2 separate regions of the Sus scrofa genome follow, and region 2 is linked to region 1. A link is a contact called in public HiChIP or PLAC-seq data. All regions are on one chromosome and are shown on one strand. Each heading gives the region's core, a stretch centred on a gene start, on an enhancer-like site or on the middle of the called end of the contact. The rest is flanking DNA. Distances are from core to core; before and after follow the strand shown.

What was found. HiChIP or PLAC-seq counts read pairs in DNA pulled down with a chosen protein or histone mark.
Region 2: a contact with region 1 is called in an H3K27ac HiChIP or PLAC-seq map of alveolar macrophages. The contact joins two enhancer-like sites.

What each region holds. Positions count from the first base shown.
Region 1 is chr12:6,669,198-6,672,090 of Sscrofa11.1, reverse strand. It overlaps CD300A (CMRF35-like molecule 8), which reads left to right. Exons shown (of 8, transcript XM_021066678.1): 5 at 1-43. Among named protein-coding and RNA genes, the nearest start is that of CD300A, 11 kb to the left of the region's middle. Within about 2 kb of position 1,535, at least 16 of the 83 cell types and tissues checked have an H3K27ac peak or open chromatin away from gene starts, as enhancers often do. A contact at or near this core is called in alveolar macrophages, where this site is marked.
Region 2 is chr12:6,857,504-6,860,203 of Sscrofa11.1, reverse strand. It overlaps TTYH2 (protein tweety homolog 2), which reads left to right. Exons shown (of 16, transcript XM_021066683.1): 6 at 263-483. Among named protein-coding and RNA genes, the nearest start is that of TTYH2, 23 kb to the left of the region's middle. Within about 2 kb of position 1,308, at least 43 of the 83 cell types and tissues checked have an H3K27ac peak or open chromatin away from gene starts, as enhancers often do. A contact at or near this core is called in alveolar macrophages, where this site is marked.

The sequences.
Region 1 (2,893 bases), core at 286-2,785:
GTCTCCCTGCTGGCCTGGAGAATGGTTCGGAGACGGATCAAAGGTGGGTGAGCCCCCTACACCTACCCCGCAGGGTGCACAGGCCCTGTCTGCACCCTCTCCTCCTCGAGGCTCTGTGTCCTGCTCTCATCAGAGGCATCTCCTGAGACCATCAATCCTGGGTGACCCTAGAGGGCAGACTCCAGAGGAGGTGGCCTTGCTGTGGCTGCAGATCCAGGCTGTGGCTCCTCAAAAAGAGGCCTTTCCCATGGTGGGGCCTGGGGTGGATGCTCACGAAGCAATGTCCCTCTTCCGCCTTAACCTTTCCGTGACCTCCCACACTTGCTAAAGCTCAGGTGCCTGCAGGAAGGTCAAGGTCCTCCACAATCGGGCCCCGCCCACCCCTTCCAGGCAAACTGGCTCCGCCCACCCCTTCTGTGCACTCTGGCTCCGCCCACCTCTTCTGCGCCTCCTTAAGCTTCCGCAGCAGCCAGTTCCCGAACTTCTTGTCACTTGGCAAGAGCCACAACTTGTGTCCCCTTCCTGGTTTGCTCCGGGCATCTAGGCTGCTTCCTCTGCCCTCTCCCCGGCTCCCTCCTGCTGGCTCAAAGCGCTCCTCTCTGACTTCCGTTCCTCTGGGTCCAAAGAGCAGCCTGGGGGCCCTTCTGAGTGGACCTCTGTCCTTCCGCCACTGCAGCCCTTTCCACACCAGATTGTCACACCTGCTTCCTTGCCTGCCTGCCCACCGGCCCCGTGCACCTCCTTAAGATCGGGAACCCTGACTCGAGAAGGCACGTAACCAGTATTTGTTGAATGAATGTATTATTTAATGTCTCCACGCGGGGCAGCCCAGGAAGCAGTCCAGCCACTCTCCTCTGAGCTCAGAGGCAAAGAGAGATACATGTGGTGCACCCAGCACGCTGGAGGGCGCCCAGGAAGTAGGTGCTCAACAAACTTGACCAAATTAAGTAAACAGAAGAACAGAGGAATCAGTGAGGTTGTGGCTTTACTGTGGGCTGGAACCCCAACTGTCCCATGTAGGAGAGCAGGTTTCTGCTGGACGCGGCGTGTGAGCCTTCAGTGGCTTATGGAAGTTCCCAGGCTAGGAGTCTAATCCGCGTTGTAGCTGCTGGCCTAGACCACAGCCATAGCAACATGGGATCCGATCCACATCTGAGACCCACACGACAGCTCACGGCAACGCCACATCCTTAACCCACTGAAGAAAGCCAGGGATGGAACCCACATCCTCATGGATTCCAGTCAGATTCCTTTCCACTGCGCCAAAACTGGAACTCTGGAGATTTTATCTTGTAATTTCTTTCTTTCTTTTATTTATTTATTTTTTTTTGTTGCCCCCCACGGCTTATAGAAGTCCCCGGGCCAGGAATTGAATCCGAGATACAGCTGCAACCTATGCCACAGCTGCAGCAATGCCAGATCCTTAACCATCTGCACTGAGCCACGGATCAAACCCGAGTCTCAGCAGAGACAATGCAGGATCCTTTAACTGCTGGGCTACCAGGGAACTCCCAGCGTCCATCTCTTGATTCCCTGCGGCAGGGTTCTGGGGGAGGCTAAGGCTTTCAAGGCTGCAGTGAGCCTGGGGCTGCTCTGCCCCACAGCTCTGGCGCTAACTGGGAGTTGATTCTCACTGGGGGCCGGGCAGGGGAGACCCTGCCTGTGCTTTCACCTCCAGCACCCCCACGGGGTTCAGCCTCTCCGCCCCAGTTCATCTCAGGCCCTTAGGAGAGAAACCAGCCATAGCATATCTTGCTCAACAGATGGAAAGAAAACCACTTCCTCTTCCCCAAGTGCTGCTCCCATGTCATTTCTGGAAACCCTCCCCCTAAATGTCAGCCCACACTACCTACCACATGGGGTTTTTCCCCAGCCTGGATGGCCTCGGGCCTCTGGGGCTCACTCTTCCCATGGTGCCCTTTCACCTAAAAAGCCCTCCCCGCCCCTTAAAAATGGGATGTGTGATCGCTGTAGAAAACTGATAAAATAAGGAAGGCACACACACAAAATCATCATAACGAGTAAAAGCAAAAACTCGGAGTTCCCATTGTGGCTCAGCAAAAGCGAACCCGACTAGGAACCATGAGGACACAGGTTCGATCCCCGGCCTCGCTCAGTGGGTTAAGGATCCAGCACTGCCGTGAGCTGTGGTGTAGGTCACAGATGCAGCTCTGGCTGCATTGCTGTGGCTGTGGTGTAGGTTGGTAGCTGTAGCTCCAGTTAGATCCCTAGCCTGGGAACCTCCATATACCGCGGGTGGGGTCCTAAAAAGACAAAAACCAAAAAAATGAAAAAAACAAGAACTCCCATCACCCAGAGAAAACTAACCTCAGACATTTGAGGTATGTCCTTCCACTCTCTTATATATCTTATTTTTTTAAACTATTTACTTCTTAGCATCATTTCTTTTTTTTTATTTTTTTATTTTTTTTTTGCTTTTAGAGCCACACTTGTGGCATATGACATATGGAGTTTCCCAGGCTAGCCGTCAAAATAGAGCTGCAGCTGGCAGCCTACGGCACAGCCATGGCATCTGAGCTGCATCTGCAACCCACACTGCAGCTCGTGGCAACACCAGATCCTAACCTACTGAGCAACACCAGGGATCAAACCCGCATCCTCATGGATACTAGTTGGGTTCATTACCATTGATCCACAGTGGGAACTCCCTCATTTCACTTTTAAATCTCTCTCCGCCCCCCCCCCCCGCACTTAACGTAGTGTATAATTTTCTCTGGTTTATTTATTTTTTTCTTTTTTTTTTGGCCGAGTCCACGGCATGCAGAAGGCCAGGGATTGAACCTGCACCACAGCCGTGATCCGAGCGCAGCAGTGACAGCACTGCAGCCTTAACCCGCTGAGCCACTAGGGAATTCCCGATTTTCCCTGCTAC
Region 2 (2,700 bases), core at 59-2,558, 190 kb before region 1:
CCTCCTTCTGGGTCTGTCTTTATAGTGAGGCTCTGGGTGTTGGAGCCCAGGGCCCGGTTAAGGCCAGGTCGGGCCTGTCCCCTGGATGGAGGGACCCTCGGGTTAGGTGGGTGGTGGGAGCCTCTGGCATCCATCCTTTGCTGTCTGGATCCTCTGCCTTCAGGGCTTGGGGCACGTGTTCAAGGCCAAGCCATTCTCCAGAGTCAGGCAGAGGCTTCCGCCCACCCAAGGCCCCTCCAACTCACAAGCCCCGCCCCCCCAGGTGTCCGGAACCACCCAGAGGATGAAGGTGGACCTGGAGCAGCACCTGGCCCGGCTCAGTGAGATCTTTGCCGCTCGGGGTGATTACCTCCAGACGCTAAAGTTCATACAGCAGATGGCGGGCAGTATCCTTGTCCAGATGGCAGGGGTGCCCGCGTGGAGGGAGGTCACCATGCAGCTGACCGAACTGGCTGACCAGACTGGCTACGTGGAGTACTACAGGTGAGGGGCCCGGCTGCTCCAGCTCCCTTCATCCAAGTCAGCATCTTGGGGCTCAGGAGGGAAAGTGCCACCCAAGGTCATAGTAAGCCATTGGCTGAATCAGAGGACTTGAGAGCTGGTGGGTGGGCCCGTAGTACAGCCTGCTCGTCCAGGCAGGCACTGAGCCCTAGAGAGGGGCAGGGATGTGCCAAGATCTCCGCACACAGCAGGGGCCCCTCTGGGACCAGCATTCTTGGTGGCTGGCCTGGGTGATGCACAGGTAGTTTAAGGGTCCCTCATCTGCTGGGGCTTTGGGGATGGGATTTCCTGCACCAGAGATGCAGGAGGTCAGGGAGATGGAGGCCTCTTTGCCTGCACGGCACCTCCCCACTGGGCAACTCCTTAGCAAGCCCAGGGATGCCCCCGCCAGAGTGATGGGGGCTACAAGGCACCACCCCCGCCTTCCCTGTATCAGGGATGTAGACTCATACCTGCATTATCTAATCTTTGGGGTTTTGTTAACATCTCCCCTGCCTCCCCATCACCCAGACCCCATCCCAGATGAAGACATTGAACCCAGGCCAGCTGGCCAGGGACCAGCCACCTCCCTCCATGCACGGGGTCTGGTGAAGCTTACGCTGGGCAGAGCCATGGAAAGGAGGCTTTGCGCGGCTCCCAACCAAAGGGTGGCACGAACTCCTGGCATATAGATCCTTGTGCCCCCAGGGGAGGGCGCCTGGCAGGGAGGAGGTGCTGGGGAGCCGGTATCTGCTCTTTGGGTGCCCCACCCCCTCTCCAGTTCGTTGCCTCCTCTTCAAGCCTCAGCCAAGGTCAGAGTCTTTACCCTAACGTTGCACAATGTACTATGGATTCATTTCCCCTTTATGAGAAAGCCCCGCCCCGGGCTGAACTAATACTGATCCAGAGAAAATGCTCCTGGTGGCCTCTGGCCAGAGACCTCCCATCCAAGCCTCTCCTCCCCTTCCCTGGGGTAAGAGATGGCCGGGCCCTGACAAGGGGGAGCTGGTGGGCCCCCCAGCTCCAGACGTCACTCCTTATCCCTCCCCCACCCCAAGGCTCCAGCCCCTGCCTTCCCAGATATGACAGATGCAACTTCCCCAATTTTTTTTTTGGCTTATGTCCCAAAGTGCCTTTCTCCCAAGTGACCAAAAGAAACTGCCAGCTCTAAGGACCGGCTGGGACCTGTGACCCCAGAGGCATCTGATGAGTCCCATGATGTGGGAGTCATTCATGGCCTGAGCCTTCAAAGTCTTTGTCAGGGAAAGCAGGTATCCGTCTTGACCCCGCCTTTGCAGTCTCCCTGAGCGGCCGTAGCCGCGAACGTGGGCAGGTGGAGAATGACCATGCTGAAATGAGAATGTATGCTTTTGTCTATATCAGAAGGCTTATTTTTTAAGATTTTTTTTTCTTTGTACAGCCACAGTTGCAGCACATGGAAGTTCCCAGGCTAGGGGTCGAATTGGAGCTGCAGCCACAGCAACACCGGCTCCTTAACCCACTGAGCAAGGTCGGGGATCGAACCTGCATCCTCATGGATCCTAGTTGGGCTTTTAATCCGCTGAGCCATGGCAGGAACTCCGAAATTATTTTTGAAAGGGTTAAGGGTGCTAACAATTGCGTGGTATCTATTTCAGTGTGGGTGATCGAGGGGGTCCCCTGGAACCCACATCCCCAACCCCCACCCGTTGTTCGGGTCTAGTCCAAGGTTAGCACCTGTGGCTTCTGAACGTTGGCAAAATGTTCTGGCCCTTCGCCTCGTCTGCTCTTTGCTCCCTCCCTCCCTCGCCTGAGCTGCTGCAGAACAAAAGCTTCATTTGATTCTTCATGATCTAACCGGCCTTATGGGCTGGGTCTCCTCTGCACAGCCTCCCCATTTTTGCTTTCCAGATGGTTCTAGAGCATAGCCATCCAGCTAAGCGAATACTTAGTAGTACTTTTACACAAGGCCCGGCTCAGTCCTGGAGGCAGTTAAAAAGCCAGGAGGCTTACAAAGGGTGTAACAAAGCCAGCACTTGGATGGAGGCCGGATGTGGGAGGAGCGGCGGGAGTAAGGGCCTCCGCCACGGTGGGAGCCAAGTTCTCAGTTAGAAACACATCCCCAGGCCTTCCCCTGGCTCCTCTGGGAAAACGCATCTGCCTCGAAGAGCTGTTTCCAGGAACCCCGTACAACACGAGGCGTAAATGCAGAGAGAGGACGTTGAAACACAATCGTGGAGA